Linked DNA regions of Oryctolagus cuniculus: region 2 is linked to region 1. A link is a contact called in public Hi-C data. All regions are on one chromosome and are shown on one strand. The core of a region is the stretch at or near the end of the contact, and the rest is flanking DNA. Distances in the headings are between cores, read along the strand shown. Region 1 has its middle 300 kb from the start of TBL1XR1. Region 2 holds the start of TBL1XR1 (TBL1X/Y related 1).

The links. A called contact is a pair of places that touch in the nucleus more often than the background predicts.
Region 2: a contact with region 1 is called in a Hi-C map of an unstated tissue, with 2.9 times the contacts expected there. The contact joins the promoter of TBL1XR1 here to the enhancer-like site in region 1. A contact is called at or near these places in 2 of 6 Hi-C or Micro-C datasets (liver and an unstated tissue).

Annotation. Positions count from the first base shown.
Region 1 is chr4:102,415,019-102,419,627 of mOryCun1.1, forward strand. No RefSeq gene overlaps it. Among named protein-coding and RNA genes, the nearest start is that of TBL1XR1, 300 kb to the right of the region's middle. Within about 2 kb of position 2,258, at least 2 of the 8 cell types and tissues checked have an H3K27ac peak or open chromatin away from gene starts, as enhancers often do.
Region 2 is chr4:102,716,702-102,721,846 of mOryCun1.1, forward strand. TBL1XR1 (TBL1X/Y related 1) reads left to right here and starts at 2,311. Exons shown (of 15, transcript XM_051818788.2): 1 at 2,311-2,663.

The DNA of each region.
Region 1 (4,609 bases), core at 1,008-3,507:
ACCCTGACAGTCTATTGTCATGCTCTCCCTCCAAAAGCAGTAGTCACCCTGCAGACTCTGGCCCTCAGCCCTACTAAATCAGAAAGCAGATCTTAACAACATATCAAGAACAGATTTACTGTTTTATGATAGTCTCGCATTAGCCAAACTCAAAGAGACTAAAGTATAAAGCAGAAAGTCAATTTTTTAACTTACAATAAAACTAAAGCTGCATTTTGCATTAAACAGTGCTTTTATGATAAGTCAGATTTCACCCCAAAAGCCGACTGCAGGGCGTGCAACCAGCAGGAGGCAAGAGGAGGAAGTTCTGTCATTTAAATATTTCATAGCTTCCCTTTAAGCCTGCACCAAAGCCCTAGCCCAGCAGGGACCCCCACATATACTGCACCTGTTAGCTAATGCACACTCCCTTTGCCCTGCATAGTGTATGGATAGGCACTGATGACTTCTGCTTCCAGACTCTGCCCGTTCCTTGGGAAGTTGGCCAACAACGGTTCTAATCAACAGCTTCAGAAATTTTCATGGAGAATACCAGGCAAGGCAAGCCTTCCTGAGGCGACCCTGGGCCTGTTCTCCTGTGTGTGCATTTGAACGCTTCTGTCTGAGATTGTCAGGTTGTTCTCAATTCACCCATCGCCAGCTTTTGGGTGTCGTTCCCCTCCACTTCCAACAACACCCCAGCCTGGCTTCTTGGTCCCCATTGCTGACTTAAACCTGACACTGGAATCCAAAATTAAAAAGATGAGGCTGAGATGGGGAAATGCTGATTAATAGGTACAAGGTTTTGGGCAGGTAGGAGTAAGAAGTCCCGCCATTCTGAAGCACTGTAACATATGAGTGTAAATAATGATAATGCACTGTATATTTTTCTTAAAAAAAAAAAGTGAGAAGAAAAAGAGGAAGGCTCGTAGACTGAAAGAGTCTAAACTCAGTTCGCGGTCAGCCTTCCTGTTCTTCCCAGTGTGACTGGGCTCAGTTCTGAGACGTTGCCTTACCGCTGACAACGCAGCCCATCTCAGCTTCTCCCACACCCAGTCCCTGCCTGGGGCACAGGCCCTCTTGGAGTCCTACAGCCTCTTTTCACGACAGGGCCCTGCTCCCTGATGCTGCCAGACCCCTCGGATATCAGCTTCTGCCTCCTGCCACGTCCACTTAATGTTTTCTGCCTCTGTCCTGAGTGCAAGCCCATCTGCACTCCGAGCGAGCTCGCCCTAGGGGTCATCATGCCTTCAGACCCCGGCCCTTCCTCCTCCCCTCCCCAGCTCAGGCCGTCTTTCCTCTGTTCTCTTCCCAGATGGAAACCAAGTCACAGTGAGATGAATTAGCTTTTCCTTCTCCAACCGCTCATGCTGACGTTAGATAACCGTATAATAAAGAAATAAAAATGAAGGTATCACCCGGGAAGTCATCTCTTCTTCAAAGTACACTTGAAATGACAGCATGTCAGCTCATATTAATAGGCATTCCCAAATTCTACCATGGGAAAGAATATTGGGTTAGGAGTCAGAAAACGTGCCTTGGAGAGAATGCCTGCTGGAACTCAGACCTTTGCTTCCCTAAATTGAGATGATAGCAATTACCCTGGTGATTTCTAAAGTCTTTTCCAAAACTGAAAATTCTATGGCCACAAAAAGGATCAATTTTCTAGTTGCTGGGGCGGGGGGGGGGTATATATTTATTTGTTGGTAGGTTTATAACTCGCTTATTTTCTCTGGCAAAGGAAAGGGTGTTCTACAGCCACTTATTAATGATTAATGATTAATGATGTGGCTTGTGAACTTGAACCAGTGACTGTTCACTAAAAGCTTTAGCTTGAGAAATTCCTACAATCTTCACCAAAACCAATGCTACAAAGCAAAAGAAATAAGCTCATGCTTCCTCCTGCAGCCCACTGACCTGTGGCCCAAGGCCAAGGTCAAGCCTGGACCCCCAGAAGAGGGAACAGCTGGGTCCTGCTGGGATGGCACAAGCGGCATCTCACCAGTTCAGGCGGCCGCTGATCCGAGGCTACCCAGCAGCCGTTTGGCTGCCCCCCAACTAGATTATAAATTCCTCAAGGGCAGGGAACACATCCTTTATATTTTTCCTGTATCCATATGGTGCAGGAAAAAAAAAAAAAAGACTTTTGGGCTGGCAGCCCAGCCAGAAGCTGAAGACTGTTATCCACCCCCACCCCAGCCAGCCTCCTCCCTGCTAATCACAAGAGGAAGACATTCAGGAATAGCTTTTGAGAACTCCCTCCCTCCTTCCAGTCTAAGAAGCCTTGTGAGTGGTTCACGGTCTCCCACACTTGAAGGGGAGACTCCAGCCGGCTGATGTATTGAATGAGACGTCGCTGAATGCGAAGAAGAGGCCAGCCAACGCTTCGCCTGTGTTCACATCCCATTTCAGTCATCTGCTGGGCTGGCGGCACCCTCCCGTGTGAGGCTGCCTTCACTGAAGAGCCAGACCAGTGACAGACTGTTCTGGCACCAGCGGGGTGGCCAGAATCTATGTGACTGCCCAACCAGAACCAACAGGAATCCACCTGGACACCTGCATTGCAGCAGCAGGGTTGGCCAGCATCAGCCCGGTCAAGGTGTTTCTGGCTGAGAGATGGAGACATCATACATCATTCCCCAGGCTCCTCAAAAGCACGACTAGGCCCCTCCCCAGTGCATGTCAATGAGAAGCACTAGGTGACTTACTTTTAATGTTCTTGTTCTCTTCTATCCTTCTGCAGCCTCAGCCTGACCCTCTTTGACCTGCTTCCTAGAGGAAATCACTACTAGATTTAGAAAACTATATGCCCTATATATACTGCATGCACATGTATATATGCATAGAAAGCATAAGGGTATTTCAAAATATTTGTGGAAAAGCGGAAGAAAAAGATAAATTTATTCGATGAAAAAATTTTTGAAATTCATGCATAGTGTTTCTCTAACATGCATTTTCTATAACTTTTTGAAGACTGCTTGCACCACATACATAAATGTATACAAATATACATGCTTATTCATATACTTACTTACATATACATGCATCTCTTTTGTTTTGCCCAACAAATTTACCCTAGTGCATTATCTGGAACATACTGTTTCCATGTTAGATATCTATGATGTTCATACAAAAATGAATAAATCTATATATTCCTCGTGATGGCTCCAGAGTCTCCTATTGTGCAGTTATGCCATGATCTATTCCAAGGTTCTCTCTGCACAACTTTGTTGTGCAGGCCGTGCTGATAATGGTTTACTCCTTTGCTATGCAAGCTCCATTTCCAATGCATGGAGCTGACTGTTCTGATCGTTCCTGCCAGCACTGTTGCTGTTTACTGGGTTTGCTTTTGTATGCTTCATCTGTGTCTCCTTGACCTTCCTATACTGCTTTACACAGCCGAACGTGCCCCTCCTCACCATCCTCCTATACAAACTCACATCTCCTCTTGCACTTCATGAACCGCAGCTACCTGTCCTGGGCTGATGCCAGGAAAGTACACCATCAGGGGCCCTTGCTGACCCGTGGCGTTCGTGGTTTGTATTCTCAAGGTTGCAATTCGTCTCTGACCATCTGCCCCTAAAGGATGGGTTTCAGGTCTTAGCTGTTCTCTATGGAACTGCACCCTGGTTGCATAGCTACAAGAACAGTGACCTCATGGTTACAACACCCCAGCGGAACTGAGAACAGTAGCCTCAACCTATCGTATTTCTCTCAGTGTCTCAGCAGTCCTCATATTCTGGGGGAAACGAATCACTTTAGCCAAAGTTTCTAAGTAAGAAGGAACAATCTCTAGGCAAATCATCACTAAGGAGATTCACACGCGCGTGCACACACACACTTCTTCAGAAATAAGTCTCTTATAAAAACATTATTTTTGTCCCACATTGCAGGGGCAAGGAACAAAGCAAATTATGCTAATGCAGGAACTGAAGCTCCTCTTTGAACTACTGCTATCCCACCAGAAAAGTCTCCTGAGGATCCTGAGTTTTGCTAACCCCTGCCTGCCCCCTACTCGAATTACACATGGCTATTCTTCACACAGCAGACTGCCACATGAACAGGCCTTCCGGCTTCAGAAGCAACTGGAAAGGGCGGTGGCATTGAATGCAAAGTGCCTTCTCTAGACAGATGCTGCAGCTGTGTCACATGCCGCACTGACTTCACAAAGAAGCGCACAGAGCCCCCAGGAGGAAGATGGCACTCACAGGGGTGGGGGAACCAACCTGTAAACTCCCCACTGACTGAGGGACCTCTTCACTCTCCTTTGAAGCCCCAAGACTTTGTTTCTCCTAGCGGGTGTGCCCTTTGTTTAGCTGCTGCAAGGTTCCAGCTGTTTAAGTGGAGCCAGCCAATATCTATCAGGATGTTAGACGATTGCCAGGAAAACTCTGTGACAAGCAGTTCATTTCTCATCTAAGGATTCGATTGAAATTCTATCTCACTCACCCGTGCAGTTTAATTTAATCGATAGAACATTACACTATGTCACATTTAGTATTAAAAATAAATGACACAGACCAGATATTTGAAAACTGGGCCTTTGTTTTTGCAGGCATTTTTGACTTTCCAGTGGCAAACATCCCAACTTGCCCTGCTGGAAAAGCCAAACACAGGGAAGTGTCACTTC
Region 2 (5,145 bases), core at 1,061-3,560, 300 kb after region 1:
TGAAGGAGCCGGGATTCAACTCCGGCACTCGGATGAGGGATGCAGGTGAACCAAGTGACCACCCAGCTTCAGTGCTAAATGCCCCACCACAAACTTTTTGAGGTATCCTTTTATCTGTCATTAATCAACTCCCAAAAGATTAAAAAAAAATAAATAGGAAGATACTACACTTTCATTGCTTCAGAAACAATCTTTGAAAAGCTGATGTTGGGGGCTTAGCCTGGGTGCTGGCATCCTATCTGGGTGCTGGTTCTGATCCTGGCTGCTCCTCTTCCGATCCAGCTCTTTGCTACGGCCTGGGATAGCAGCAGAAGATGGCCCAAGTCCCTGGGCTCCTGCACCTGTGTGGAAGATCTGGAAGAAGCTCCTGGCTCCTGGTTTCGGATCAGCGCAGTTCCAGCCATTGCGGCCACTGGGGAGTGAACCAGCAGATGGAAGACCTCTCTCTCTGTCTCTACTTCTCTCTAACTCTTTCAAATAAATAACTCAAAAAAAAAAAAAAATGTCATTCTCAGATTAAAAAAAAAAAGAAAACCCGCAGCTTTAGAACCCTGCTGAATCGTAAAACTCACTTTGTGCTGTTCCCACGTACACTCAGCATAATATTTTGGAAACTTGCAGTTATCAAAATTCCCATCAGGTGACATTGTTTAATATTCCCTTTCACGAATGAAAATTGCTCCACGGCCACATCACCAATACACTGTGAATTCTCTTTGGGGCGGTTGGAAGGCAGTTTCCAATTCCACTCCCTTTCCTCCGACGGTTTTCCTGTGCCTGGCCGCCTGCGTCCTTGACCAAAGGCCTCTGGCTGCTCCCCACAGCAAGGGCTCACCAGGGGAAAGAGACCTTGACCTCCGCCAGAAAAGCACCTGACTCATCACGGAGCCTATGAGGCCACCCGGAGTCCACACTGGTCAAAGTGACTTCAAATACTACTTTGTGCGTGTGGGGAAGGATGGGGAGGGAGGGAGAGAGAGAAATATTTAGCTCTGATACTGAGAGGAAAAGACTGTTGCTTTCAAAAGACTACACCTATTTCCAAATACTGAGATGAAATTATGAAAACAGAATCCTCCCCCCCAGGCGGTTGCAAAAATATTATTTTACTTTGAAGGCAGTAATACTGGAGCATAACAAAAAGTTTGAAGTCTTTTTTTTTTTTTAACATCACTAGAGTGGTTGCTTTTTATGTCCTCGGCTTATACTGAGGTCTAAGAGCACCTCCCAGGCCTGTTTTCTCAGAGTCTCTGAAAGATGAACACCACGTTGGCTTTCATAGCGGTGAGGTGCCTCCCTTTTCAAAAAGAGCCCGCCGCACTCCCTGCCTCCATCCTATTATCGCGGTATCAGCCACCTCAGTTCCAGTTCGATCGCCGCCTCTGATGCGCCACAGCACACACGCACCGAGTGCGCGCAGGGCCTGAACTTCCACCGTGCAGGCTGCGGTAGAGGCACGTATTTAGTCCACACCGGGCAGCGTGATTTTATTCTCGTGAGATGCGAACTGATGGACCCAACCTCTGCCACAGGCCCACCAGACGATAAATACCACCATATGCTTGACGCACAGTCCATTTGGGCACAAACACTGCAATCACAGCCCTGTGTTTAGTATCAGAAACCCCTCCCGGTGTGCGACTGTTCGCTCTGCAGAGCCCGTGCTCCGGATTCCACTCGGAAAACCGCTTCTTACAGCTTAGAGCCCCTGTGCAGGTACGCTTCCCAGTAACATATGCACTGACGCACACAAAGGTGTGCACTAGCGCTAGCCCTTCCTCAGCAAATGTCCACACGAGGCCTGCGCCGCGCTCCCGCACATGCCCGCAGCGTGTGCGCCGCGCCGGCCGCCCAGGAAACTCGGCCGGCCCGGGCCCGGGTCCCGGCCCCGGCCCCGGCCCGGCCGCGCGGCCTACACCCAGCGGCCCTCAGCCGAGCGCGGCGGTGGGGGCGGGGCGGGGCCGCCCGCGCCCGGAGGCGCCTCGGAGCGCCCGCGGGGCCGGCTTTCTTTTTTAAAAGAATGCGCCGCACTCGCCCAGCCCCCAGCGCCGCCGCCGCCGAGAGCCGGGAGGGAGAGGAGCGCGGCCCGCGGACGCCCCCCCCCCCGCCGCTTCCCCGCGCCCCTCCCCCCGGCCCCTCCCCCGCGCGCCCGCCCGGCGCAGGCCGCTCGGGTTTGTTTTGCTGCGCGGCCGCCGCCGCCGCCGCCGCCGCCGCGGGCCTCGCGAGCTCATTTGTGCCTGGCTGGTCCCCATTCCTCTCTCCCCAGTGTTGAGTGTCTGAGCCGTTGGCTGCTCCGAACCGTTTGGCTCTTTCCCTTAGTAACAGCTTTTACCTTCTGCCTCAATTCCTCTCCCCGCTCGCGCCCTTCCCCCGCGCGCCGCCTCCCCCCGCCGCCGGCCGCGTGCGCCCCCGCCCCTCCCCCCGCGGCGGGAGCACCTCCGCTCGCCACCTGGGGACCCGCGCCGCGCTCCCCGCCCCCGCCCGCCGGCGCCCATCCCCCGCGCCCCGCGCTCGCCGGGGTTATAATTGCCTCTCACCCCCCGGAGGGGTTATTTTGGGGGTGGTTGGAGGCGGTGGCGGCGGCGGCGGCGGCGACGAGGGGAGTTTCCTTGTGCCTCCATTCCCGGGAGGGGGGGAGCGGCGTTGGAGGCCACCGTTTCCAGGTAAGCGCCGGGGGCCGGACCCCTGAGTGGGGGCGGCCGCGGGCCGGGCGGGGGGCCGCGGGCCGGAGGCGGCCGGGGGGCGCCGGGCCGCGGGGGGATGGGCGCTAGGGGGAACATGCGTTTTTCCACTGGGCCCTTGGGGGAGCTGGGGCTCGGGTGGGGGAGGGGAGGGAGGGCATTTAGGGTGCCCCATCCCCCCGCCTTGGCTCTCCCTGGCGCCTTTGAAATGCTCACGTGCCTGCCCACCCCCCCCACCCTCCCTGGGTCTCGGGGGGGATCCTCACCCTAATTATGTTGTCGTTGGCCCCGAAAATGGGCACCCGGGCCTGCTGGCCCCTTCCCCCTCCGTGCACCGACACCCCCTTTTTGTGTGTATGTGTATATGTGTATGTGTGTGTATATGTGTGTGTGTGTGCGCGCGCCGGGTGGGGGGAGGCTTTGAGGAAAGAATTTGCAGCAAATTGAATCAAGGAGCCATCATGAGGCCGACTCCTTTATAGCCTATTTTTAGCCGAGGAGACGGCTCCTCTCGATGCACGCGATTTTTGTGTGGAAGCCCAGGCAGCCATGGGAAGCGGCTCCCCCGGGCGGGCGCGGCCCGAGCCCCCGGCCGGCGTGCGGGGGGCTGCGGACGGTCGTTGGGGCCGCGCGTCCGGGGCGGGGGCGCCGGCGGCTGGGGGAGGGGCGGGCGGCCGCAGGGCCTCGCTCCGGGACGCGGTGGTTGGTCACTTGGTGCTTCCCACCGGCGGCGGGAGCTGTTTGGTGGAGCCCCTTTGAAGTTGGGTTCAGAAGTGTAGAATTGGCAAAGTTGTTGCCAGCTTCCTGGTAAGTTTCGGGTGGCACCGAGTGCCAGTGTTTTCTGACAGTGGAGAGGCCACGTTGTGAGAGGGTGGTTTCTCGGGAACTTCCTCTTTGCAGGCGAGGTCGTTTTTTTTTTTTTTTTTTTTTGAACAGAAAACAAGACTTTTTCTTGAAGTGAAATATTAATCTTCACGGTGGCAGCCCGAGGGAAGCCATGCGTGTGTTAACGTGTTCGGCGTTTTTTTGGAAGTTCCTAATTTGCTGAAGCGGGCATCGCCTTGCAGTGGCGACCGGGATTCAGTTCAGCCTGTGAAAATGGTGTGTTTCATGGAAAACTTGGGTCGTCGTGGCTTTTAAAAAAAATGCTCTTTGTTAGGTTATCCGACAATTTGTAAAAATAATGGGTGAATCTGAGAGAGAAGTGTTGCAGCCTAGTTAAAAATCGGATTTTCTCGGCGGCTGGAGTTTGCTTGAGATCTTGCTTGGACTGTGCAGGACCCAGAGGTTAAGAGTTTTAGTACCTATGCGATTTGCAGTCGAGTTAGGGAAGTTTACTACTGTTGGCTTTCTTGTTTTCCAAACAAGAACCTTATGCTCATCTAAACATCTTGTTAATAAAATATGGTGGGTTATTTTTAGTTCTAGGTTTTTAGACTGGAGGCTCCTTCCCCTCCCCCTCCATCATTAAGTAATCATCTTCCTCCTTTTTTTTTTTTTTTTTTCCTGAAGAGCCCTCCTCCAGTTTGGAGACCATAAGGGCCTCGTGGTGTTTTTAGCCTCTTAGCCTAAAACAACTTGAAGTAAATATCCTGGTTACACGGTGAAGACAGTGAGTGACTTTTTGGGGGGGGGGGTTTCGCAATGTGATTCATTTTTCATTTTTTGTTAAATGAGACCCATGTTACATTGGTGTATTTTAGTAATCTTGGCTTTCTGGGACTGCGTGTTCTCTCACCGTTTTAATAAGTTTATAGTCTGGAGAAGTAGGGCAGCTTTGTCTCCATGAAAACATCGTGAATGTTGGATTGTATCATGGGAGTTGATGGCAAGCTTCCCAAATTGTCATTGAGAGTTCTAGAAATAGTTAGCACTTACCTATGGGGGAGGGGCAGCAGAAAGAAAATAGGCTTGAGAGCCATTAGGCATGTGATGTGTGTTTATACTTTTTGCTCATAAATGGAGTTTTTCCTGCTTGTTTGGAGTCTCAATTTTTTGTTTTGAGTTTTGCTGTCCTGTACTGTGATGTATGTAATTGCAATCATTAGAGTTACAAGTAAGTGCCAATCCCCCCCCCCCCCCCCCCCGTTTGAAGTAGTTAGAATCAGTCCTGTGTAGGAGAAAGTAGTACACTCTATGGGGGATGAAAACAATGTGTGCATGGAAAAAGTTTTTCTTCTTGTGAGAATGGACTCAAGTGGCGTGTTAGTGTCTTAAAAATTGTTGCCAAGCTCACCGGCAGTTTGTAAGACATTTTCTTTTAACAGATGTCAGCTTTGGTTATTAACATGGGAGACGCTGATGGTAAATGGAGTGGCCCCTTGTGGAGATGGTATTTTTGCATCGGTTGCATCATGGAAGTGTTAAAAACATGTTAATAATTTTTTACATAGGTCCAGGAATCTCTTTGATACTTGTGTTCTCAACACCTAATTAAGCTTTTTGGGTGATTACCATGCTATCC